Regions from separate parts of the Bombyx mori genome. Here region 2 is linked to region 1. A link is a contact called in public Hi-C data. All regions are on one chromosome and are shown on one strand. The core of a region is the stretch at or near the end of the contact, and the rest is flanking DNA. Distances in the headings are between cores, read along the strand shown.

The links. Hi-C and Micro-C count contacts between places; a contact is called where the count stands out from the background.
Region 2: a contact with region 1 is called in a Hi-C map of posterior silk gland, with 2.1 times the contacts expected there. The contact joins the promoter of LOC101744411 here to the promoter of LOC693083 in region 1. A contact is called at or near these places in 3 of 7 Hi-C or Micro-C datasets (middle silk gland, posterior silk gland and whole pupa).

Annotation. Positions count from the first base shown.
Region 1 is chr13:10,436,870-10,442,541 of ASM3026992v2, forward strand. LOC693083 (glycosyl-phosphatidyl-inositol-anchored protein) reads right to left here and starts at 2,801. Exons shown (of 4, transcript NM_001046836.1): 1 at 2,583-2,801; 2 at 462-644; 3 at 85-251. The coding sequence starts at 2,702. LOC732919 (mitochondrial single-stranded DNA-binding protein) reads left to right here and starts at 4,619. Exons shown (of 3, transcript NM_001046919.1): 1 at 4,619-4,755; 2 at 4,915-4,999. The coding sequence starts at 4,738.
Region 2 is chr13:10,604,333-10,610,004 of ASM3026992v2, forward strand. It overlaps LOC101744411 (dynamin-1-like protein), which reads right to left and starts at 2,942. Exons shown (of 14, transcript XM_038015160.2): 1 at 2,668-2,942; 2 at 1,939-2,083; 3 at 224-432. The coding sequence starts at 2,769. It overlaps LOC101744267 (TIP41-like protein), which reads left to right and starts at 4,645. Exons shown (of 6, transcript XM_038015018.2): 1 at 4,645-5,048; 2 at 5,122-5,279. The coding sequence starts at 5,034.

The sequences.
Region 1 (5,672 bases), core at 1,551-4,050:
GTCCAATTGAGAATCTCCTTTTTTTTGAAGTCAGTTAAGTAAATCTGTAAAACAACAATATTTAGAACTAAGAATTGTACTCACAAATCATCCAAAATTTTTAAATCATCCTCAGTTAATTTAGCAGCACCATTTGTTCCATTTATGAAATCAGTCCTTGCATCTGCACTACCCATTTGCATAAGGCAATCCAGAATAAGTAAAACTTCTTTTATTTTGTTGGTCTCTGCTGCATAACGAACCCAGGCTTCCTAAATTTAAAACAGAACTGTTAAAAACTTTCAAGAAGAACGATTATGCTTTTAAATGAGGTTGGAATAAAAAAAATGTCTTTTGGAATATGATATTTGATGGTAGTAAAACGAATCCTCTCTCTCTTATGTATAGTTGCTGACTGTAGTACTTTCTTAGAAATAGTTTAGAATGGAGGTTTACAAAAATGAGCAACTTTATGAAGTTACCTTTTTAGCTTGTTTTTTTGCCTCACGCTCTGAAGAGATTGCTATAGCAGTAACTTGCTTTGAGAGATCTCTTGCAAATTCAAGGGTTTGGGCAACTTCATCATATTTAGCAACTGCAACTTTTTGATCAGAATTTAGCTCTTTTCCAGCTTTCTGCAGGTCACGATATGATGTTAGTTTACTCTGAAACAATAAAGTAATTTATTTTTTTCATCAGTGACAATAATGATCATGACATCACATTAGTGATTATAATGGTTGATAGAAAAACTGCTGCTATAATTTTAAAAAATTTAGCTGATTTCAAGTACTTTATGCATTTAATAGAGCATATTATGAGGATAATTTAAAGTACGTAATATATAACTGTAGATCAAACTAATATTTATTCATGTATATATTACAACATATACATTTATCTCTGGTTGCCATGATACAGTGATCCCAATTTGGAGCTACATGACCATGTGTGGTTTGTCCCCTGTTACATATTTATTCATTAACTTTGTAAAAGATTTTGTTCCTTTTTCTGGAAGTCAATTGATGAAATAAAATGTGAGGTACTTAATTACTTTAAATATTGTAAACTGCCCAAAACTGAAATCATAGGATAAATCATTGAGTTCACTGGTGTATATGTATGTCTTGAAAGCTAGTTCTTTCATTGTATTATCAAGTGTTAAGCTTGTAAAAAAAAACTTTGTAAACCCTGATATTTATCTTGAAAATTCTCCAATATTGGTGTACATAAGAAACCAAGAAACAACAATGTTGCTGACTCTTTTAGTTATCATGATAAAAATAATGTATACTTTAACTACAGTGTAGAAAAATTTATGTCTATTGAAGAAAAAAGTTTTCCTTACATATATGGATAGCCCCAAATACTCATTCTCAGTACAGGTAAACTGCCTATAATATGGTAGATGCATTCCTAAAAATTCCCATATTATATGAGATTAGAAGCAAGTACATACAAAAAGGAGAATATTTTTTTCTGAATCAAACATCTCAACTATGCCTGTATGTATTTTATTTTATGTAATATACATAAAAATAAGCAGTAATATTTCAGATTGTGTATTCATAGTGCATAACTTAATTGTCTAAATAATTTTAAACAAAAAATTTGTTATCATGTTGTAGAGATACAGTGTTATAAGGTTACCTGTATTCTTTAACCATTTGTATTTGACTATATTATACTAGATATAGGTTAAGTATAGGTATACATAGTTTTGTTGAATAATTTAACTATAAAATTAACAGGTACCACCAATATTATTGCACTTTGGGTATTCATGAAAGGTATTAACATAATAGGAGTGAACAACTGGATTTATTAAGAATAAGTTACTTAAAATTTTCAGTAATAAATCATCTTTAGCACAACAAAATGAAAAATAATCTTTAGCACAACAAAATGAAAAATACCAAACTAAAGTAATCAAACATTATTTATTGAAAATTCTCTAAAGAAATTTTGGTTTGAATTAAGCTGGACGTATAATTTATTGTTTGGAAGTGATTTTTGCAAATAAAAAAATAAGAAAAGAGAAGTAATAAAACAGACAATATAATATCACAATTTATAGGTGATTTATTATATTAATGTAGTTTGCTGTCATAGCAATAGAAGTCTAGCAATTCTATCCATATCTCATCTACAAAACAGTTTGTCACAGGGCCTAACCTGTAAATTCACTATGGACTCGTTTTAACAACAAAAGATACTACACAAGCTAGAACATATAAACACTAAAATACTTTAGTCCTAAATTAAATTTTTTTTAATAGCAAAGCTAATGTTTTCGCTTTAACATAACTAATTACATTTACTAAAAGAACTACTGAAATAAATATAGAGACAATAAAAAAATTACTCCCAAAAATAACAGGGCGTCATGGTTCTCATCGTCAACTTTGCGAAGCACATGTGTAAAATGGCGTCAAGAGAGTATTTGAATGAATTTAGCAAACAATTAAGGAATAAGCTTATGGAACGAATTTAAATAAAGGTCAAAACACGAAATTAAGGCAAGTTTTAAGAACGATTGAACACTCGACTAACACCGGAACATTAAACATTTTGTTGATATCGTTTACATTGTATTTACTTACCTTGCGTTTTTCCAAATTACGAATTTTATGCTCAATAATCGTCATAATTTGTCGAATTGGTGTATCCTTATCCTCCGAAGAGGCCGGCTTTTCAGATTTTGCATTAGCAGCTGAAGGCATCCTTCACAGGCAACAACTTTTCTTGGATTGCGTCGTGGGTTAGAAGATAGAGATAGAAATTTCTATCTGTCACTCCCAGCAAAAGGACGCAAGTCGTAAGTTTTTTGGAATTTTGCTATATGGCAATACCTACTTTAACCATTCAGCTCAGGATCGTTGAGGTTTTTTGTTTTGATTATTTCGTAAGGCAAAAAAACAATACACCAGTTTGATGTCTTGTTATTTCGGTTTAATAATGAACACACACACGAAATGCGTGTGTCGTTTGTTTAAGAGGGAAAGAGAGAGAAAACGCAAGGAGTAAATTGGTGTGAATTTTTTGGTTTTGTACATTTAGTATTTCCTCAGGGTTAAAAGTCTATTAATGATACCTGTTTAGCATGTGAAAGTGCGCAAGTCAGGCAGAAGTCGGTAGACATGGCTTCTCAAGTACTAGAAAGCCCAGTCAAGTCTCAGCATATTCTTACTATATTACTGTGACATTATTTCTAATCTTCTTAACTCGTTTCTTCTTCTTGTTTTTTAAAGTACTTATGAATTAAGTGTTTATAAAGGTAACAATAGCATCGCAAGAAGAGTCAAAATATTGAAAAAAATAAGAAGTGATTATAATTCCAATATTCCGACTTTTTTATTTAGATCGTTTTTTTCTGTTATTCTCCGAAGAACAAAAATAGCTTCGTACTATTATAGTTACTAATAATTAGGAGGAAATAGATTAAAATTGAAATTAACAACGGCTACTTTTATTTTACACACCACATATTAATTGAATTGCATTAAATCTCATTTTATGCAGACGTTAAAACTAGTACATATTATTAAAACTAAATTTTGTTAATGGTGTTTTGTTTGTTTTACCTATACCTATGCCTAATTTATTATATGGTTGTTTTGTATTGCTGGTTTCCAAATCAATAATGAAATAAATATGTACATGAGTATTTAATTAAAAAGGTCTTAGATAAAGGTTCTTGTTCTTCTCTTTTTTAATATGCCATAGTATGCCAATTGGTTTCTTTCAATGCCATTATTGCCAGCATTATGTCTAAATTCAATATATTAAATGTTTTAAATATTACAAGTAGAACATTTCCCTTCCTTTGAAATATTTGGGCCTATTTGGCGGGAGCGCGAACTGTGTGAATTGTTTTATTTTGTTACTTTAGCATTTCTTCAGGCTTCAACGTGTAACAAATGTAACTGTTTAACATTTGTGAAAATGCACAAATGTGAAAAAATTAAACAAATTCGCGTTCGTAGCTTCTCGGTTCTTACAAAAAGTTAATTAAAAAATCTCATTAAAATAGACTTGGTTTAAAGCTGCAGTTACCAAGCCATAAAATCATTTAAAAAAACAAATTGTTATATTTGTAATCTATGAAGGACTTTTTGGCGGGAACGCGAGGTGTCAAGCTGTGCGATTTGTTCTATTTTGTCTATTTAGTGTTTCTTCAGCTTTAAATGTGTAATAACGGTGGTTTCTTAACTGTTTAGTATCTCTGAAAGTGCACAAATGTGGGAAAATGAAACAAAGCCGTTGGAAGTAACTTCTCGAGATCCTCCAAAAAGTCCACTGAAAAAATTTCAGTAAATGACCACCATTTTACTGAGATTACATTTCATCCCATATCATCTTATCTCATTTCATTTAATTTCATCCCAGTTGATTAATGTCTCGGGTTAATTATCTTCATTTCATTTCATCCCATTTCATTTCACTCCATATTATCATTTTTCATGAAAATAAGAATTTAAATTAAAATAAGACATGACTTAAAGGTCTTAGTTACCAAATCATAAAATACCCTAAAAAAAATATCACTGTATTCGGGCAAGGTTATGAGTTTAAAATACGATTTTTGTTAGGAACTTACTACTACAGAACTGCCTACTTTATAATTTAGTTTGCGAGTAAAGTTCTATTCTATTAGTATCGGTTAGTAGACCCAGATAATAATATTGTTACGCATTCTCACTTCTCTGTCAGTTTTCACTGTTTAGTAGAAAAATAAATAGTGTTTTATTAACTAAAATGTTAAGCTCGATCAGGGTAAGTTTTCGGGAAATGTAATTTACTCTAAACCATACATATTTTTGTTTTGTGTTTATTCAGATAATGAAATTCAATTTCCATACAAATCCACTTTGTTCTACATAATATAACACACAACTGTATACATACAATACAAATGTATTTGTCAATTTTCAGACACCTACGTTGATTCGAGTATTTTTTGGCGGTCAGCGTCTACATACATCAGTAGCACGACTAGAAGGACAGAAAAACGAAAAAAGTAAGCATCCAATAAACATGAAAGTTTTTAGTTTTTTAGGTTACTTGTTGATATTCGCAGACCAAATACATTCAATCAAGATATGCTTAACCGTATTAAAGTAATATACGCTCTTCCCTATAGGTGAATTGTATGTAATCGTTCCGCGGTATCGGTTCGTGAATACGTTAACAATAATTAAAATCACTTTATGCACTTAAATACACATTCACACACATAATGGTTGGCAGTGACTTGGCTGTGCCGCTAGCAATGCTGACGTCCGTGAGCGACGGTAACCACTTACGATCAAATGGGCCGTATGCTCGTCTGCCTGCAAAGGCAATAAATACATGTTGAAGTTTTTACGGCCTAAAGATAAGTCGCCCAATGCATTCATATCTAGAATTGTAGCCGTGTAGATGTTGGAATCAATTGTTCTGATGAAATACTGTCTGAATAAATGTTAATGAATGACTTCCACGGTGAAGGAATAACATTGTGTAATTAAAATCAAAGTTGCTAAAATTATGGTTTGAGTTATACTGGTGGTAGGGCATCTTGTGAACCTAGTTATTGTCTATGGGATCTGGTGACCACTTTACTGTAGGTGAGCCGTGAGCTCGTCCACCCATCTAAGAAACAAAAAAAGTGTTACAACAAATCAAATAAAATAAAAACTTGATGTAGATGA
Region 2 (5,672 bases), core at 1,692-4,191, 170 kb after region 1:
ATTAAAGTACGAGGGGCATACTTTAAAGCTTTACTATTTCTTGTTGTATGAATATCACTTTTTTAAATAACTGTATGTTAAAACAAAAAAAAACTAACTTCAACATTCTTGTTAAGTCAAAAGCTTAAGTTTTATTGTTTTAGATAGTGTTTTAGATTTAAATGTTCATCTCTTCCATTGAAATTTGATATATCGAGTTTTAACTGTAATGCAAGGAACTTGCCTTTGTTATACCGGGTAGATCGACTAAAGTAAGGTTGACAACTGTGGTTGAATATATTTTCAAGTTTATAGGTTCTGGAGATATTCCCTTGTTGCTGCCAGCCATACGGTCAGTTTCTCTTTCTATTTCTTGTCTTATCTCTTCAAAGTTTGTGTAAATTTTGTCTTTTGTGTGTAGGAACTTTCCCCATTCTTCTAGATTAAGAGTACCTGAAACAAAGTAAGAGGTTAGATGAACCATTTCAAAACATGCAACTTAAGATTTTAATTTTATCATAATACTCCAAAACCAGTATGTTTATTTTAGGTAAAATAATCTGTAGGTATGCCGTTACTGTATAAACAAAAAGTAATTATTAGCTTTGGCACTTTCAATAGTTACATATAATGTAATATAAAATAAAAATTGTGTAATATCCATTTTATATTTCAAAACTTATTATTACAAAAAAAATCATTTTTAAATATAGAAAACTTCAAACAATTCTTTTGCCGTGGCCTAATGGATAAGACGTCCGATGCATTTGTGTTGAGCGATGCACTGGTGTTCAAAACCAGTGGCGCATTTACGTTGTGGATGTCTATGGGCTCCAGTAACCACTTAACACCAGGTCGGCTGTGAGCTCGTCCACCCACCTAAGCAATAAAAATAAAATAAAAAAAATACCATGTATTATGTTATGATAAATAAGTTATTATTATGTTACATGAATATGAAACAATTCCGAGATTTGATATTAGTTGAAATCTATCTATCTCTTAGGTTTATGGCGTTTCCTTTTAGATTTCGCCAATTAGTTGAAATCTTTAGAATATTCCAACCTCAAAATACAAACCTGCTGAAAATATTGATTGAGTAATCTGTGCCATTGGATTCCATGACGCAGCTTCTTTATGTTGGGCTTTTAGTACTAAAATAATAGTTTTTCATTGATAGGTAAGTATCATGGATTGATTTTAACAAGAAAAGTAAATTTTGAACTTAATCATAATTAGATACCTAATTGTTGTGTTTTTGTTTTGAAAACATTTTATTTATGGTGCTACTCGATTAAAAACAATATTTTTTTATACTCCACACACTCTCAAATAATAGGACGTAGAACACTTTGTCAACTCAAAACAAGACCTTTATTGCTTTCTTTTAAATGTTTGGTTCTCGTGTTATGAGATTACCGAATACATTCACATATCCTATACCTAATAGGATGATAGATATGCTACACTTGCCCTACAAATAATCTGCATGTATTGAAGCTGTGAATAAGCAGGATGGATGTGAATAAGTGGCATGCAAGTCACCCATATTGGTCTAACTATTGCTGCTGAGTGAACATGGATCACAAATTGATTAAAATTTCTTATAAACATTTGAGGTAATGTGTTTGAACAGGGAATACTACACAAAAAAATTATATAATAAAGACTATTTGAGTCATTTTTTTTACTTTTGAAATTTGGAGTAATTATTAATTGCTTTGATATATGAATCTTTACAAATGATAACTGACAATGAAGATTTCTAGTTCAAGTATTCTTATCCTATTGAAAACAATATGAATAATTATAACGCAATAATATACAAATTAGTTGTGTTGACTGTTAATATGATTGTTAAGTTAATTTATGGCTCAATTTAGGTAATAATTTTAATCATAGTGATAGGTTCAAATGATGTATGAGCTGTTATTAAGCATTAACTGAGATGTCACTAACCTTCTTCAGCTGAGCGATGCTCTTTGCCTTCTTTTGGACTGTAGACTAACTGGAGAATGAGAGGACGCCGAGTGACTATCCCAGGACCCCGAGGCAGAAATGAGCGACCTACCAGGCTTTCTATCACTGAACTTTTACCAGAGCTCTAAAAATGCATAATTATTTTAAAAAAAAATTAAAGTAAGAAGAATTTACACCCATACTGAACAGATAATTTTTTATATCATTTTTTCTTATGATTAAAACTACGTTTCATGTTGCGTTTATTTATTGGCAATTTGCGACGGGCGACGGTCGTTCTTGTGGACAGTTTTTTAGTTTTTGTGGTTATTCTACAAGAACTGTAAAATACTCATTTCGTAATAGTTATCAAACTATCTAACTTTTTTTTCATAATAAAGAGTAGGTTTGCCATTCGATAAAACTAATAATTTGCTTTAGATTCGATCGAAGTCCATTTTTCCAAAGCAGAATAGGGTTCTTGTTGCAATTTATGTCTATTAAGACGTAAGCCATTCTTGCGTAGGTACATATTATTTCAATTCAATGAAACTGTACTACGGTCTTGGTCAATGACAACGTAGTTTAATTTGAATGAGGACAAAGAACTCTACTGACGTTTTTACATAACCACGACGATCTGTATGGCCTTTTATACCTTGTTAATAACAATGCTCAAAAATATAATAGTCTTGCTGAAATTCTAAAAGAATACTGGCCCAAATTTACCTGGGTTCCTAAAACAGCTATTTGGGGTAATTGAATGGCATCAGCTCCAACTGTATTGAACACATCTTGTAGTTTATTAATAACTGGTATAAGAGCTTCCATTATTTAAAAATATATAGGCACTTTTACAAATGCCTAAATCTAAGAGACACGTTGGTTTATCTGTTACGAAACGATAATTTTTTTATCAAAATTCAAAACAGACAGAAGACAGGCCAACCGGTAAAAGTCAGCCATATTGATTTTGTTAAAAATGAGGGATGCCTATTTGAAAACGATTTATTGAAGAATCGATTTTTTAAATAAGTTCGATTTTCTTTCAATTTACCAAAGAGTCGATTTCAGATAGGAGAAACAAATAAAAGACAATAATTTTGAAATTATTTTTTTGCTTTTTATTTGTTCATAATAAATAAATGTATTGCTTATTCAATAATTTATAATTGACTGATATTCAAATTTGTACTAAAGCCAACTAGGAACTGTCTGTTATGCTCTTAACCAATATGAGCCCAGTGGAATTCTCATGTTAAAGGAAAGTAGCAACAGTTCACACATATTTATTTAAAAATAGAAGAGCCAACATTAAAAAACACATTTCAAACGTGGCAAAGTAAAAATAATCATGCCAGTATTTTGTGAAAATTATTAAAATTTAAATAGATCTAAATCTAAGTTTAAAGATTCAATTATTGTATTTTTATAGCGTTGATGGTTGGACGAGCTCATGGCGCACCTGATATTAAGTGGTAACCGAAGCCCATAGACATTTACATCGTAAATGCCGCCACTCACTTCGAGACATGAATTCTAAGGTCTCCGTTTTTACAGTGCAACGGCTGCCCCACACTTCAAATCGAAATGCATTACTGCTTCACGGCAGAAAAAGGTGAGATGGTGGTGCTTACCTGTGCGGTCTCACTAGATGTCCTACCACTAGTAAATTCTCACTAAAAATGTGTGGAGGTATACGAGAAAGGGAAGATCTTCCACCAAGCGGGTGATATTGCTCGGTAGACCGACGGTCCCAAAATTTATATTTCGGAATTTGTATATAAGCAAGATAATCTTGAAAATATGGTAAGCGAGATTGAGGCATCTGTCGAATATTTTGTGTTCTGTGATGGCAACCACCACAAATGTGATCGAGAATTTAAGATTTGATTTGTCTGAGCTGATTTTTAAGTAGAAAAAATGGGTTGCCTGTAAAGTTGGCTTGCGGAAGATAGTTTTACGTGATTAGTACGTCATAAGAAACACTGATGAAAAATTGTATACTTTAATTAATTGAATTGAATTAATATCACTGAGTTATAATTTTTTATAAGGAATTAATTGAAAATTATTATTTTTTTCAATAAATTAACACTTGTGTCGATCGTACCTTTCTAACGGTAGTTTCGTTCTCTCGCTTGCACGTTCAGGCTCAGGCGGAACGTGTTACTTTTTCGTGTGTGCAGCCCGTTTTTATTGATTTATAAGACGTTATCACGTCAAAATAACATACAAGTTGATCATTAACATGACACAATAATATTTCAGGAACGCCGTGACATCTCTTTCATCAATGTAGGTTCAACGAGAGCATTTTATGGTAGGTAGCTGATTAGGTAGATGATGTTTCTACGACAGGCAGTGTCCGCGGGCGTCAGACCACTTTCCATCAAGTGGATTGTCTAATTAATCGCTTGTTAATACAAAAAGACACTAACACTAACTACATAGCCTTTTACATAGAAAACCTATTTTTTCTGTAAAGATAAATTCATGAAATTAACTGAAATTGAACTGAATAGGAGGAAATCAAGTTTTTTATTTATTAATTAATATTTTTAGCATGTGCTTCACTTATTGTAATTTATATTATGGTTGATTCCAATCGAAACAATAGCTTAGTGAAACTCGATTTTATAGTTTCTGAAAACGATTCACTGGGTCAACTGCTTGTTTACTATCGATTTTTTTTAAATTAGTTCTTCGAAAAGTAGATTTCAGACCACAGTCAAAAGAACTCTTAAATATTAAATGTGTATCTATGCTAAAAACTAGGTATAACACAATCAAAGACTTGACCTAAAGGTCTTAGTTACCAGGTCATAAAATCCCTTAAAAAATTATCACACTCATAATGACGTCCTACCGACTTAACTACTTATTGGTATAGAAATAAATACATAAATAAACACTAAATAGGGGAAACTGTGACCGAAAAAGTGTTTGGTGTATATTTTGATGTTTACTTTAATTTAATATAAAATGATTTAAATGCAATAACAAAGATTAAAGTGAAGCATCAAGTAATAATTACTAATAATTAACCAAAACTCTTGTTGTTTATCAGCTGAAAATATATCTAACGTGCCAAAATGTTTCGACCAGAAGTAAAGATCCTCAATTTACATAATGTATGATTATTGAAATAATTAAATTTTCTGACAGCCTCTTAACTTACAGGAAACAAATGTTGATGCCGGTCGTCATACGTCTAATTCGCAGTCCATTGAATTTGGTCCTTGGCATATTTCGTATGATGTCAGCCGTATACTACCCAGTATGTGTGCCACTAAGGTGGTTTGCGAGAGAGATGACGACCAATTTTGTCAGTTCTGCACGTAAGTAATAAGTAATCGTTAAATTGATTGAACTGAAATATAGAAACCGAATTGCAATGTTTGTATGAGTTTTCGTTGTTTCAATTATGGTTTTCGGTTTTACATTTGCTTATTAACGTATGTCCACTAATTATGAGTACAAAATGACAAACCTAGTTTAAAGGAGTAAACGGAGTGTGTAGGTGTCAACATAAATACTCACTGCCCTTGACATATAAGGTCAGTCTCATTTGCATTGTAAAAACAGTTATTCTATTGTACATGAGAATCAGACTAACCCATAACTGGCCCATAACAAAAAATTGCAATCATTGTACTGGCATCTATAGAAAAATTATCAATATTTCCCTCACCACTGTTAAGAGAATGTGCGATGTCCAATCTGATCTCTAT